Linked DNA regions of Rattus norvegicus: all the other regions are linked to region 1. Evidence: chromatin contacts called from public Hi-C data. All regions are on one chromosome and are shown on one strand. Each heading gives the region's core, a stretch centred on a gene start, on an enhancer-like site or on the middle of the called end of the contact. The rest is flanking DNA. Distances are from core to core; before and after follow the strand shown.

The links. Hi-C and Micro-C count contacts between places; a contact is called where the count stands out from the background.
Region 2: a Hi-C map of mammary epithelial cells shows a contact between it and region 1, with 2.4 times the contacts expected there. The contact joins the promoter of Oma1 here to the promoter of Dnai4 in region 1. A contact is called at or near these places in 2 of 12 Hi-C or Micro-C datasets (mammary epithelial cells and psoas muscle).
Region 3: a Hi-C map of Schwann cells shows a contact between it and region 1, with 5 times the contacts expected there. The contact joins the promoter of Dynlt5 here to the promoter of Dnai4 in region 1. A contact is called at or near these places in 1 of 12 Hi-C or Micro-C datasets (Schwann cells) and 1 of 1 datasets of contacts at active chromatin or transcription factors (oligodendrocytes).

What each region holds. Positions count from the first base shown.
Region 1 is chr5:123,102,803-123,107,949 of GRCr8, reverse strand. Dnai4 (dynein axonemal intermediate chain 4) reads left to right here and starts at 2,667. Exons shown (of 17, transcript NM_001024786.2): 1 at 2,667-2,881. The coding sequence starts at 2,835. It also overlaps a transcript of Mier1 not described here.
Region 2 is chr5:123,309,675-123,314,821 of GRCr8, reverse strand. It overlaps Oma1 (OMA1 zinc metallopeptidase), which reads right to left and starts at 2,055. Exons shown (of 9, transcript NM_001106669.1): 1 at 1,997-2,055.
Region 3 is chr5:122,969,489-122,974,635 of GRCr8, reverse strand. Dynlt5 (dynein light chain Tctex-type family member 5) reads right to left here and starts at 3,063. Exons shown (of 4, transcript NM_001415953.1): 1 at 2,862-3,063.

The DNA.
Region 1 (5,147 bases), core at 1,418-3,917:
TATACTTAGGCTAACAAAAAAGAAAACAAAACAAAACAAACAAAAAGGCATGTGTCTGAAAGCAGGACATGGCAGAGTAAAATGCATAGGAAAACTTCACGAATAACCTGATCGAAATCATTAGAACTTATTAGTGTAACATCCAATCCACATTCCTTCTATTGGAGTTCTATATTAAAATGTTTAAGTTAAACTAAAAAAAAAAATGTAGCAAATTCCAACTTTTATGCAAGGTTTTGGTTTCTAAAGACAAAGTAAAAAAGAAAGAATAGGCCTAAATAAACCTAAGAAGTCTCCTTGTTTTGAGGAAAATTAGTATTAATTTTTACATTAATCTATTCACAACTATTCTCTCCAGTAATGTATTTTTTATGGCAATTACTGAATTCTCAATGCAAACATAAAATGAGGGCTTGGTGTATAACTCAGTGGTAAAATACTTGCCTAGCATATGAGGCCCTGGGTTCAAGCTCCAATACTCTAAAAGCTATTAAACAACTTATAGAAGCTATAAGGGACATATGTATGACTGTGTATGTATTCGTGGGCATGCATGATACCCACATATGCATACACTTCATAAACAAACACACTCTCCAGAGATATCTAGTTGCTAACAAATATACTGAGGATCATTAGACTTCAATTAGTACTTGGATCAACAAAAGCTACCTTGACAACTGACATTTGCCTAAGATGTACAGCCTTTTATTCAGCACCAACAACACCTGATTCAAAAAACTAGTTAATATATCTGTACTATATAGGCATATCTGTTTATGCAACTCAAAGTGTATCTCTTAAAGTACATCGAGAAATATATGTACATTTCCAAGTCCACGAGTCCTCTTTGGAAACTATTTTCTGAACTACGTCCTAAAACTGTTCTGTAGAAATAGAGCCTATGCTGTATTTGTGAAGACAAAATACACAGAATCGTATTCTTCTTCAATGACATCTGAATGTATCTTGACTTTACTGGGCAGACTACAGGCTGCAAAGCACAGCAGCACATTAAATTTGGAGGCTCCATAACTATGCAATAGAAATGATCTTTTTGTTAGTTCTTTTATTAATGCCATCCTAAAACACAGAGAAACTTGGGTCTTCGAAGCACAGTTTGGGTTTCTTTCATCATTTTTTCATACAACTTCATTCAGTGGCCTCATTTTATCAGTATCTGCAAACTTGTTATAAATCTTAAGCGTTGCTGATGTTACTTTTACCCTAAGTCTTGAAAGGGCTGGCCATTAGCACTCGTACCACACTAGGACAGACAACAATCATGTTTTTATTACATGAGGGAGTTTGCTCTTGCCCTCCCTTCATCTCCAATTGTGCCCTTGCCTACCAGCATCACATCCGTCTTGTCTGCATTGAACCTCAACCAGTTGGTTCTTAACCACGTCCGAAACTCAGCCAGGCACTGGGAGAATCGAGCCACCACACCATCTGGATTAAAGGAAAGAAAGCCTCAGTAGCTACGAGACAGAAACAGTTACCTCAGGCTCACTCATTCTCACATTTTCAAAAGATAGGTCTGAGAACCAGTTCAACCGCCCAGTGGCAATTTCAGCAAAAAAGAAACAAAAATTGAGTCCTGCAATTTATAAGCAATGCTAAAGATTACAAAGACCCCAATAATTACGTTTCTGTATTTCACCCATGATTTGAGAAAAGTCTAGTCAATTCCGGGTCATCTCGGCCTTAGAAATCTAGCTGGTCTTAAATTTGCCTAAGGTCTTTGCAAAATTACAAAAATTGGTTTGATAGAAAAAACTGAAGCCCTCCCATGGAGTGGGGGGAGTGACTTGCCCAAGGTCACACAACATGCAAGGACCAGAGATGGGCACCAGGCCAGCAAGCATCTACATTACAAGCTAAAAGAATAAGGCCACTCGCGGGGGGATAGGCACTGAGAGCGCCTGATTCCCTGCAATGCCGTCTCTGATTCTCTCGCCCCTCTACCTTCCTCCGACAATGGCAGGTTGACCCAGGTTGAGCCTATCACCTCAGGGGATGCTGTGCCAAGAGAGCCAACCTCAACTGGCTGGACAGCTAGGGAAATCAGGGGCACAGAGGTGGAGCCACGGGGGAGTGGCCAGGAAGCCACACCCCTGCCGTGGAGCGAGGGCCGACCGAAAAGGGCGGGAGCTGGCCTGCCCGCCCCACAAACTCACTCCGCAGCGTAGTCCCGGCGCGCCGCGGAAGCAGCGAAGACTCGCGCCGCCGCCGCCACCGCGAAGGCCGAAAGACCGAGCAGGGGCGGGGCGAAAGCTGCGCGTGCGCGCCAGATGGCAGCGCCTCCGAACCGCCAGCCCTCCCCGGACACTCGGGCAGCCCCGCCCCGGAAGTTAAGAGTCTTCCGGGCGGCGCTCTGCCGTGGGGGAGGGGAAGTGGGGAAAGGAGACTGCGAGGGCTTCTGGGGCCCTGGTTCCCGATCGAAGGATGGGTAAGATGGTTTGTGGAGGCTGCACTTACAGCCGCCGCCGCTACCGCCGCCTCCGCTGCTGCCGCCGCCGCCTGGAGACGCCCCATCCATCCGCCTGCAGCCGGGAGACTCGCAGCCTGGGAGGGGCCTGGGCCGCCCGCCTCCTCCGAATCGTCGCCCGAGCTTCCTCCAGCTCCACCAACCCTCTACCCTCCCCTCCGCCTCCGCCCTCCTCCTCAACCTCGAGCGGCCAGCCAACCGCGCGGCCGCTTCTTGAGCCAGGCTCTGCGGTCGCCATGACGCCCGGCAAACATTCCTGAGCTGCTGAGGGGGCAGTTGGAGTCCGGGCACCGCAGAACCGCTGGGGAAGGGGCTCCCAAGCCCTAATCTAAGAGTCGCCACCATGCCCAGCTCTCCGACAAGCACCCGTAAGCAGACCAACTTCACCGCGTAAGTTCCGCACTCGATCCGTGGCCCATTCCTCTAGATTCCGGAGACAGCCCTTCGGTTTGGAAAGGGGTTCCCAACGCATTCGATCCCGCGGAGCCCCCAGACATCTTCGGATCCTTTGGCTTAGTTCGGTCTGTGTAAAACCCCCGGGGTTTGTCGAAAGCCACCCTGCCTCCTTGTTTCTTCGAAGCGCTTTTGCTTGTATTCTTTCACTTGAGTCTTTCAGCTCCCAAGCTTTCTCGGTGTGTTTTGACTCCTTGGTCTCTGAGCAACCAAAGCTAATTTTAATATGTACGCCTGCAGAGGATTTTTTTTTTCATCTCCTTCTGCCAGCTTGACTTAAGACTCTTAACTGCTTACTACTTGCTGCTAAGCCAGGAGAAAAGACCAAAGATATGTGGACTTGTGTGGCATTGAACTTGCAAGTGGCTCCTTAAATGTCCACTGAAATATTTCCCATTCTCGAACATTTCAGTCACTTTGCGGTCTTCCCAGACCAGCCACACCTTTTCTTAAATTCTCTGCTCGGCGAATCGTTCGCCATCTGAACTTTCTGAAATTTCTAGGGAGAGAACCTTGCATTTGCCCGTGAGTGTAGTACTCAGCCATTTGGCCATGCTTCACCAAAAAAAAAAAAAAAAAAAAGCACTTTCCAATAGCTGACAACAGTCAGTTGATGCTTTAGTTGTTAACTAGTCCATCACCAGCCTTGATCTAAATGACCACTTAACTGAGTTTTGAAATGCTTCGGTTAGCTAATGGGAAGCCACTCTTTCTTCAATCTTCACGAGGTTCCTGGCTAGTTTCTGCTGGTTTGTTTGTTTGTTTGTTTTATGTATGAGTGTCTATTTGTGTATATTTAGATCTAGGTTCTTTTCCCCTGTATAGCCCAGGCTGACGTGGAACTGGTTTGAAAGTGCTGGGATTAAAGGCTTGGACCACCTGGCCTGGCATTCTTTTTCAAAATAGTTTACCAATCTGTCCCGTTTCTAAATATATGTTGCAGAGTTAGGTGGCTCCCCCTCGTTGTTGCCTTGTGCCTTTCAAAGTTATCTAGACACACGACTCAAGTTTTCTTCTCTCTTCAAGATCTCTTTCAAGAAAACAAAGCGGAAGCAGTTAACACTTAGAAATTAATAGTGTGCTCAAAATTCATCCTCAGCGCTGTATTTTACTGCCCCTTTGTTTCCAGTACACAGCCATTTCCAGTTGATTAAACTGCAGCCTTGCACTTCCTCGGGTACTGCTGTGCAGTGAGGGCCACTTTCATTCTCGCTATGCTGTGCTATCCAGACCTAAAAACTTTCCTACACGTCTTTCTGCATTGAAATAGCTGGCTGAATAGTCTGCTTGCCAGCACCCCCTGTGTGGTTGGCTGCTCAAAACTTCCTTAAGCTTTTCCCTTTCCCTCTGAGTAAGTGCCCCATTCTTCCAAACCCCCCCCCCCTCCGCCAGGATCTGGCTTTGGATTGTGCCATTTGAGTATGACAGTAACATTCCCAGCGCACACGTATCCACACCAGGAATGCTGTATTCCCATTTCCAACCCTTAGAATTTACTGCCCTTTGGGATAGTATATGCCAGATGATCTCAGGATTCACTCATTTGTGTCAGGTGTCTCCATGTGTGAACAATAATTATTTCCCAGCGTCAGCTTCACCCTTACTTTATGCTTCAAGTTTATCCCTATGAGAATATTATATCCTCTAGGGTTTTTTCCTTGGTTTTTCAAGACAGGGTTTCTAGAACCCACTCTGTAAAGTAGACTGGCTCTAATTCACAGAGATCCACCTGCCTCTTCCTCCAAAGTACTGGGCTTGCAGGTGTGCTCCACCACTGCCCAGCTCATAGTATGTCCTCTTTTGCACTGCTGTAGACCCCTCCTAGGATGAAGAACGTCTTTAATACACATTTATTAACTGAACAAGTAAGTAGATACATATATATTTGTTACTGGTGTTTCTTGCCCAATTTCTCTTTTGCCTTATGGAGATGTTAAAGTGAAACTAAATTTATACAAATTAAGACAAAACCAGTATAACACGTATAAATGCAAAACAAACACAAAACAACCATGGTTTTCACTTCTAAGAGGATAGGAATGGTTTCTTCTGGAGCTTAGTGTGAGTGACACACATTCAAGTTTTCCCAAATACCAGGTTTCGGTGAGGTAAATGTCTCATGAGATTTGATAATAATGACAAATCGTAAATCAAGGCACTTTTCACGTACACTGGTGGGAATGGATGATGGTAGGTTTCAACA
Region 2 (5,147 bases), core at 806-3,305, 210 kb before region 1:
GCAAAGCCAGAAAGATGTGAATGATCACCCAAAGGAGGGCCAACAACATAACAAGATCTGTCCTTTATGTTGCCAAATGTTGCAAACCTTTCTACAAAAGCCACAAATTCAGACTTAATGTGAAATTTACCTATTTTAAAATGTTGCCAACCGGGGTTGGGGATTTAGCTCAGTGGTAGAGCGCTTACCTAGGAAGCGCAAGGCCCTGGGTTCGGTCCCCAGCTCCAAAAAAAAGAACCAAAAAAAAAAAAAAAAAAAAAAAAAATGTTGCCAACCAACATTAATAAAACCTGATGATCGTAACCTAACATCCACATATCTCTTTGGTTCAGGGTTGTTTTATTCATTGATTCATTCATTCATTATATGAGTGAATGCTACAAGTCAGCTGCCACTCTGTGTAGCAGATACAACGCAGAGAAAAGACAAAAACGCCTGCCCAATCTGTACAACTAGTAAAGACAAAACATGCTAATAGATACAAAGATAAATCTTAGAAAAGGCCTACATGTAATTTAGGGGACAGAATGGTGCTCATAAGAAAGAGTCCAGTATTTCCTTTCTGGGCAACAAATGTTTACAGGATGTGTTACTTTGTGAGTCCTAAGGCAAGCAAGCTCTTTTGTAATTTCCACTAGTTCTCTGTGAGCCTTTCAATAAAATTCCTAATGTTACTCCCAGCTCCCTAATTCCTAAGGCACCTTCTCCAAGCTTCCTTCATCCACTGCTAAATCTAGTTTATAGATATTCCTCAGAAAATAAACTCTCATCCAAGTTCCATACACCCTATTCACACTGCTCAGATCTGCTCATATGAGAAAATGCTCACTCCAGAGCAGGTGCAAACATTTTTAAAGTAGCCTACCAAAGGAAGGTAAAAACAAAAGCCCCAAACACTAGATACATAATTAAAATCATTATCATTTTCTGTCACTGACAATCAAGTGTCATCCAGAATAGGAGTAGTTGTTAATCTGTAATCACTGATTAATCTTTAAAATGTTTATTTTTTTAATGGGGAGAGAAATTTGTTTATACATTTTCAAAGAGCCAGTCACTATTCTACACAGCACCTAAGAACTGCGGCAGGCCAACAAATATAGCTGGCAGACTTGTAGGAGTTGGAAATTAATGATGTGAGAAAATTAAACAATTTGGATTGCTAGCCTCTAAGAACATTCCAAACCCTTAATTCTTCAAGTGCCTTCTCAGAATGAGCAAGTAGTGTGCGCTCACTGGCACTCAGAGCTGATGGCTAGAAGACAGTTTTAAGAACTCTTACTAAAAACTACTATTTCTCCTCTAGTTTCTATGGAAACAGCTGTCAGATTGGCAAAAATAGGACATGCACTTTAAAATAATCATTCAAGCTAAGTACACATGATGGATGGCTTCTTTAAAAAAAAAAAAATTATTAGGCTTGGCTCTTTAGCTTCCAAATGTCACACAGCACCCCTGCACCTTGGCTCAGGATGCTGTAAAGCTAAACCTTTTAGGAGGGCTCCAAGACATTGAGAGTCGCTAGGAGGCGATGAACTCCTAAATTCCAAATGTGGGATTTTCATCTCTTGGGACTAACGTTTCTGGCTGAAGTTTGCCCCAGCACAGTTGCTCCCCGTCACACCGCAAGTGATATGTAAATAACATAAAAAGTGATCTTTGAATTCAAGTTTTTTGAAGAAACCAGTAAGCTCCCTGGAACTGCTCCGACTGTGCAGATGCTGCGAGCTGAGGCAAGAGAGCACGTGCCTCTACACAAGGACGAGCGGGGAGGCGAAGGGGAGACCCGCACAGGCCAGGCCGGCGACGCATGGAGGAAGCGCTGCTCAGGAGGAACCCACACCGACAGCGGGAGGCAAACTTACAGAAAGCCCACCCACCGGGCCGTTCACTCTGACTCGGCACGGTCCATGCCCACCGCAGTCCCCGAACCCCCCGGCCCCGCTCCCCATCTCCGCCCTCCCCGCCCCGCTCTGGAGGAACGCCGAGCCGTCACCGTGAGCGCGCACTCGAGCCGCAGCCGGAGCCGGATCCAGCTGCTGGCTCCGCGCAGGCGCACGTCTTTTCCAAGCCCCGCCCCCTCACTTCCTGCCCTTGGGACCTCCGAGGAGCCTTTTGCCCCGCCCTTGGAAGAGTCAGTCAGTTTCCCCATCCCAGAGCGGTCCAGGGCTGGCTGCCGTTGTGCGGACTGTGGGGTCGTCGCGCCCCCGTGTGGTTGGAGGAAGATAGCCCAGTTTTAAGCTACCTGCCAGGAGCTACACACTTCCTTAGTACTTGGCATGGCTGTGTTGGATCCAGGCAAAACCATGCCTGCTATAGTTTCTACAACAGTTCTGCCCAAAATGAAAGCAATTCCAGGGGCTGGTGGAGAACTAAGATGCCTTGGTTTGAAGCTGCACTGAGCTGATGACTTTGTAGGTATAACATTAATTCTAGAGTTCCGATTACTTACTGGCAATCATCCCTCAGCTCTAGAGTGATACGGGTGCATAAAAATAAGACTAAATATGAAAGACTGTTTCACCACGATCGCTTTGGGACACCAAACTTTAAGAGGTCAGCAGTATTCATGACAACAGCTCCTGGAATGACCTACAACCAGATTTCATTGTGGGAATGTTTTGCAAAGGACCGTGAATACCGCTGGCAGACGTGATTCCGTGGGATCTGAAGCTACCCACCACAGTCAAAAAATGATGCTTTGTGGATATACGAATTACTCTGTTTTTCTAATAGGCTACCTGAGAAACACATTAAAAACAAAAATGCTATCGTGTATTCATTCAACAATCAATATGTGACAGACACTGTTGGTATTCTGTCGGAGCTCCACCCCAACAGTTACCTGGCAACAGCCAGCTGTGCCTGACACTATGTAAGGGGCTGCTTGCCCACTCCTCCCTCTCTTTCTCTCTTGCTCTTGCCCTCTTCCCCTTTGTCCCTTCTCTTCCCATTCCCCTCACCCCCTTCTGTCTGGACGCGAGCCGAGATTTAAACCCCAACATACACTATGCATGGTAGTGATATTAAGATCAATATCATACAGTTACTGCAGTGAGTACATCATGAAGTAGTGGTTGAAAAGGTGAACAGAGAGCAGGACTATTTTGAGGGTTTGGGATTACTCAATTCATCACATCTGCTAGATGGGTTGTGGAAATATCTATAAGCAGTCATAAAAGTGAAAATGTTTCTACAACCCAGTGGGAGCTGGGAATATAACTCTAGGAATCACCATCAAGGAAGAGATGACTCAGACTTTGGGTACTGTTAAGGAAAGGGTTAAGAGGAAATAGAAGTTGGGAAGCAGAACCCTGGAGAACTTCAACATTTTAAAACTCAAAAGAAGGCATGGTGGCTTATGTCTTCAATCCCACCATTTAAGAGACTGGGACAGGAAGGCGACTTTGAATTCAAGACCAGGTTGCCAGATTACCTGGTCAGTCCCAGTCAGCATGGCCCACAGAGTAAGACTGTGTCTCAAAAACTAAAAAACACATCAAAAGTAAAAAAAATAAACAAAAAATTTAAAAAAGAACTTAGATAGAGAAAGCCAAAAGGAAAGGAAGGGGGTTGGGGCAAGTATTCAGCCTATTACAATTAATAGTAATTTATCCATACTTAAACTCATTTAAAAATAGAGATATTTTCTGGGTGTTGTGACATACACTTCTAATCCCAGCACATTGGAGACTGGGGCAGGAGTATGCCCGCAAATTCAAGGCCAGGTAAGGCTACATAGCAAATTTGAGGCCAGGCATAACTACATAGCAAGTTCCCGGCAAGCTAGGACTGGACAAACCATGTCTCAAAACAAAGAAACAAACAAAGGCGACATCATCTAGCATTTTAAAATAACTTTGAACCAAGTTTAGTTAATAGGTTACTGCCTGACTTTTTCTGAGGTGTCCAGTTCTATGCCTCCTCCTGGATGGTGAGAGCCATCACAGGCTGACAAAATTATTCCATTCCAGTCTGCTTTTGTGGGCCAGTGTGTCTGCAGGGGTTACACACTGTGGGACATAAATGACGGTGGCCTCTGTGCCATGACCAGGCCCTCTTGAGAGTTAGGGGTGAATATAATACACCAAAGAGCATGTGCTAGGATTTCTATGTTCATGTGCCCCAGAACAAGGAACTGAACCAGGGACACATGGAGAGTAATAGAAACGGGGGTGGTTTGTTAAGAGAAAGAGAACTTGAGGATGAGAAAGAGGGGCAGAGACTCAGAAAGGTCAGCAGCTCGATGATGCCTGGTTTCGACACTTTATGAGCTGTTTACATGGTGCCTGCTGATCCCCTCATTTATATGTTACACATGCTTTGTCTCTTACCTGTAGATCTTGGTCAGATGGGCATCGGGTTCCAGTCTCTATCTGACATTGGTCCCTTTCTCTTTTTTCTATTCTTATTTACTGATGTAAGTGTTCTGGTCACTGGCAGAAGGCATCAATTGTGAATTGCTATGTGGCTGCTTGGAATTGAACTCAGGACCTCTAGAAGAACAGCCATGCTCTGTTCAACCACTGAGCCATCTCTCCAGCCCTGACATTGGTCAGTTTCATATGCTTATCTTTCTTAAAGAACTTCAGCTCTATTCATTTGTTGCTGGTTTTCTTTTTTATAATGTAAGATTTTTGGTATTTGAGAATTCCTTACATGCCTATAATGTGTTTTTATTATATTCACCTCTGCTTCCCCCAACACATCCTAGATCCCCCCCCATATTTCCTTCATAATTTCATGTCCTCTTTTCCTTTTTCAATAACCCACTGAGTTTAATTAATGTGGCCCATATACACATGGGGGGGGCGGGGTAACCCAATGAGTGATTGACCTACCACAGAACACCCTCCAGCCCCCTGCAAAAAAGAACTGTCTCTCCCTCTCTAGCAGCCATCAGTAGCTCCCATTGAGTTAGTGGTCCTCATCTGAGCCCCTCCCACTCCATGGGGAACCATTGACTGGCTTGATCTTCTGCAATTCTTATACACAAGCTCCCACAGCTACCATGAATGTCCGGGGCCACCGGCCTGCTTATGCCTATCTTTGCCTGAACTAGATGTTTTCCACTTCATGGGCCCTTGTTTCCAAGTAGCATACATGGGGTTACCACCAGTCAAGAATACTGGAGACTTCCCGGTAGC
Region 3 (5,147 bases), core at 1,814-4,313, 130 kb after region 1:
AACTGACTGGGGAGAAATTCGAGGAAGATTTCTCAAAATAAAACAACAGAACAAAACCCCAAATCAACAAATGTAAAGTAACTGGTAGGAGCCGGTCTTCAATTTCCTCTGTTACTGGAATGTGTGGTGGACGGCCCAGAGACTTCATGATTCGTCGACTGGAAAAGAACGGCAGTGCCTCGGTCTCTGAACTGCCCTTTTCTTATGTGGGGAAAAAATGTATTTCCATTTTGTTTAGGGCACTGTTTTGTATTTTTTTAAAAAATGGTGTTACCATACACATTAGATATTACTGGCAGACACTTGTTGAAACAGACTCCTCTAGGTCAGTGGAGTCAGCTGTGTGAAGGTAACTTGCCCAGTTTTGTTGGGGGAGATGAGGCTGTGCCAAGATCTTAGCTGTTTTACTAGAAGCCTGGCTGCCTTGATCATACAGAGGGAATGCCTAGGTGACCTATTGCGTTCTTTCTGCATTTTCGAGGCTGACAATGTCTCCAGTGGACTACAACTTCAGAAAACATTTTTAAAAAAAGCTTCATTATTTTTATTTTAAAGTGGTGTGTGTATGTGGTGCATGTGGTGTGTGTGTGTGTGTGTGTGTGTGTGTGTGTGTGTGTGTGTGTGTACATGTTCTCAGGTGGCCATGGAGGCCAGAGACATTGGATCCCACTAAAACTGCAGTTAAAGGTGGCTGTGAGCTGACGTGGGTGCTGGGAACTGAATTTGGCCCTTCTTCTCCAGTCTGAACTTTTATTTTTGAACATCGTGTTTATGTCTGTTTCTTTTCCAGTATGAAAACTGTAGCATGTTGAATGAGAATGTTCCTCAGAGGTTCTGGCATTTGAACATTCGATCCCCAGTTGGTGGCACTGTTTGGGGGAGGTGGAGGAGGTACAGCCTTGGTGGAGGAAGCCTGTCACTACTGATGGGCTTTGAGAGCTGAGCATACTCACACGTTGTTCTCTCTGCCTTGTGCTTGTGGTTCACGATGTAAGCTCTCAGCACCCTGCTCCAGCCGCCGTGTCTGCTGCCTGCTCCCATGCCTCTGTGCCATGATGGTTATTTACCTCCCTGGAACCATAAACTCGTGTACACCCGTCCTTCTAGAAGATGCCTTGATCAAGGTGCTTTATCACAGCAACATAAAAGGAACTAACTCAAGGAAGGCGGTAGGGCCTCCCTGAGGCCAGCTGGGCCCTTTCCTCATCCTTATGAACCATGGTCTGATAGTTATGGGTTAGCATGCGATGGGTTGGAAATGGAGAGATGAAAGAAATATGGAAAATTTAAAAATAATGTATTCATCATATGAGTGATGACTTCAGAGATAGATACTGGGCAAGGAACATTGCAGTATAATATGGGGTAGTTATATTTTCATTTCACTTTTACTTTTATTGTTTTGTGGACGGGTCTTTTGTCTGCATGCATGTCTGTGTGAGTCCTGTGAGTTCTTGGTGCCCACAGAGGCCAGAAGAGGGTGTCAGATCGCACGAGACCGTGAGCTGCCACAGGGGTGCCAGAAGCAAAGCCTGCTTCCTCAGAAGAGCAGCAAACCCTGCTTCCTCAAAGAGCAGCTCATGGTTCTTGACCACTGAGCCATCCCTCCAGCCCCTTGGTAAGTTTTTAGAAATTGAAGAATTCCTAAATTTTGAAAGCATGGAACTATCAATGTCAGTCCAGAACGCTGGCTGACACGAAAGGGCCTCAAGGCTCTTTGAATGGCTAAAGACAAGCCAAGATCCGCTCACTAAATGCATTTACACTTTCAACTGCCAGTATAAATACAATAAACACACTGGCTACATTTCCCAACACTCCAAGTGGATGAGGTCCAGTTCTGTGATCCAACCAAGGATTTCCTGACACATAGCCTCACTGCTTAGACAATGCTACAATCGATTTTACCTTAATTAACTGAGACAGTGTTTTGCTGTGTAGTATGGATTGGCTTGGGATTTGCTAGGTACAGGAGGCTGGCCTCCAACTCTGTGATCTTCCTCACCTTTGCTCCTCAAGTACATGTGCTGAGAATCTGATCTAAAAGCTGGTACAAGCATTCAGCAAATTCATGGTAGAGACAAGAGAAAGAAAGTATATCTTATACAAAGGTACTTTTATAAATCAAAATGTGTAAAATTCCATGTAAAAATCCAGGCCGTGCTTGGAAGTGCCTGAGCTACTTTTGAGGACAGAATTGTATTCAGGTTTCTTGAAATAATAAGAGTTATTCTTGAGAACGAGAATAAATTTCGGGGTTTTGTAGCTGGTGGCCACCCATGTCCCTAAGAGTGCCTTCCCGTCAAGTTGGGAACTTGTCATTAAAGTCATGTGCTTCCCCCTAGTGGATAGACATTGCAGTGCACAGAGAAAAAGCTATAGGTTCTGTGTTTTTGTTTTTGCTTTTGTTGTTGCTTGTTTTTAATTTAAAAAAGCTTTTAAACAAGAATTTATTGGCTACAATGTGTCAGAGTTGAGAGAATTGATGATACAAAAGATGCATTTAAAATTAGATATCTATGCTCTAGGAACATGATATAGAGAGTAAGATAGAATATACAGAGACTTGCTTAACTGGGGATCAAGACTATCTGTGGACTTTTTTCTGATTACGTCTAAGACCTAAAGCATGCCAGCTCATTTCCTAGCAGTAGATTGTACTTCTTTTCCAGAAAAGCAGCTTTGTGGAAATCATGCAGTTCCATGATACCCCATTTGGCCTGGCTTTCTAGAAGTTGAAACTTCAGGAAGTTGAAAACTTCCACAAATTAAATGAGAAAACAGCAGAAGGCGTCATCTCATGGGAAGCATTTTTTTTTCAAGAATAGGGATGGTTTTCAAAGGACAAAGAATACACCTACCTCTTGTGAAAAGTCTAGCCCTGGCCTGATGGAAGTCAACCTAGAACGGGAGATTGACAGATCAGTTATGGGTGTGATCAGTAGGGCCAGCTCTTGATGTTGTGGGCGACTGCTCATCGGAGAGGAAGGGAGCTGAAGGGCAAGGCCAGACCATAAACTTCTCTTGCAGGGCCTGAAGGAGGCAAGGTTTCTAAGCCACACTGCAGTCATGAGAGGTGATGCTGTGTGTGTCTGAGCCCTGGCTTCCTCACATGACTGTGAAGTCATCAATGATGGGTGTGGTCAGCACAACAGATTTCCAGTGCAGAGGAAACCCCTACTCTCCTCCTCTTTCTTCCTTCCTCCTTTTCCCTTCCTTTCATTTTTTGAAATAGATGCAAATGGACCCTTTGAATACGGAAGCTAAAATAAAGCTTGCTTTGTACCAAACACTTGAATAAGCACTTTTTCTAGGTTGTGAGTTCATCTTACAAGTCACTCCAGACTTACTATATAATGGGCCGTAAGCATAATTTCAGAGCAAAAGGACATAATTATTCAAGCATTCACATGGTGCCATAATTGCCCACTCACTGATCAAAATATTTCACGAAGGACAGTTTTGCGCGCGGGTACGATTCTGTCTTTGAGATGTCATACTAGGAGATATGAAAGGAATTAAGCTCTCTGCCTCTGCAGAACTTAGGATTTTATTATTTTTAAAGCTTATTATTATTGTCCATCTGATGTGTGCACTGAACAGCTCGGTCTATTTTTATTCTCACTGGCGTCAGCAATGTCTGCTATTCTGTCTACCAGCATTTCACTATCAGTATAGGTGCAGAAGGCACCTTGTTCGAAGTTTTCTGAGGCTGTCACGTTTCCCCATGGTTTCACCTGGAAAGTAACTTGTTATGTCTCTAAGTCTCTCTCTCTGGGGCTAAGCTGCCTCTCAGCTCAGTGCAGATGGTACTATATCACATGCTATCTGGTTGGTCTTCTGTCTTCCAGGCTTTCCTGTCAGGGATGCAAAGAAAGGATAGCCTGACCTAATTTCTGATACATGGGCTCATGGCTTGGAATCCTAGAGTAAATTGATCCATGTAAATTTACTCGTCCACATGTTTACCTGAGCAGGTTCTCACAAAGTTCATGACGGTGGCGCCTTCCAATTTGGTCAGTCACTGAAATGCACATCGGACTGTGAAGGAGTTCCCCAGTAGCTTTTGGTTTGCCGGAACAACAATGATCTCTAGGCTAGACCCCGTCAGGACTTTTGTATGCCTAATGTGTGGGGCAATGGCTGACATGCACTAGAGGCTCACCGTGTCTTGAGTAACTAACAGGGAAGTCAACATAGTGTGGCTGAGCTGCTCTGCTGGCTGCCCTCAACACATTCCCATGGAGAATGGTGTACGCCCACAGTTTTTTGTTCTGTGCCATCATGAGAACTTTGGTTTGAGGCAAAAGAAAGACTTTAGTTTTTAACCTTCACCCAAACCTACAGTAGAACTACTGGTCAGAGCTCATATTCCCAGATAGCTTGCTGCCTTAGCTGGGGAAAGTGACTTTACTTCATGCCTTCTGTTTCCATTTTAAGGACAAGTAATGAGAGCACTTGTGCTAATGCTGTTTAATGTCTGCCTGAGGGTGAGCCTTCCATCAAGTAAAATGTCAGTGTGAATACATGCTGGGACTCACAAGTGGAAAACCCAAGGTCTCCGTGAAGAAGCAGCCCATGGCATTCATGCAGATTATACATGGATCGCCTCTTTCTGTGCAATGAAAATATGCAGCTAATAAAGGACTTCCTTCTATTTGCTAACTCAGTGGTTTTAGTGGCTCAACCTGCTTGAGCTGCTGTTTCTTTATTTGGAAATGGGAATGATACCCGCACCTGTTTCGTAGAGGAGACATTGACAGACATTTCTGGAAGAGGTCAGACAATGGGACTTTGGGTTTTGTGCACCCTTGGCTTTCTGTTGCTGCTGTGGGTAGACACTGCTGCTGCTGCGATCACAAAGCTGCAGGAGGCACTGTACTGAGCGGGCACTCCATGCCTTAAAATCTGTATTGATGGACAGTGAAATTCAGCTACGTAATAACCACTCCTAGCTGGGAAACCATACCCAGCCATACCTCAGACTGGACTTAGTGCTTGGCTTGCCAGCTCCAGTTATATGAAGCTTCCCGGAAGCAGAGCTGAGGCAGATGCTAAAGGCTCAACAGTTGTTACCATTTCTCTTCTTCTAAACTGTTTAAGTGAAAAGTCAGTTTCAGATTTCCCAGTGGGGTGCATGAAAACCA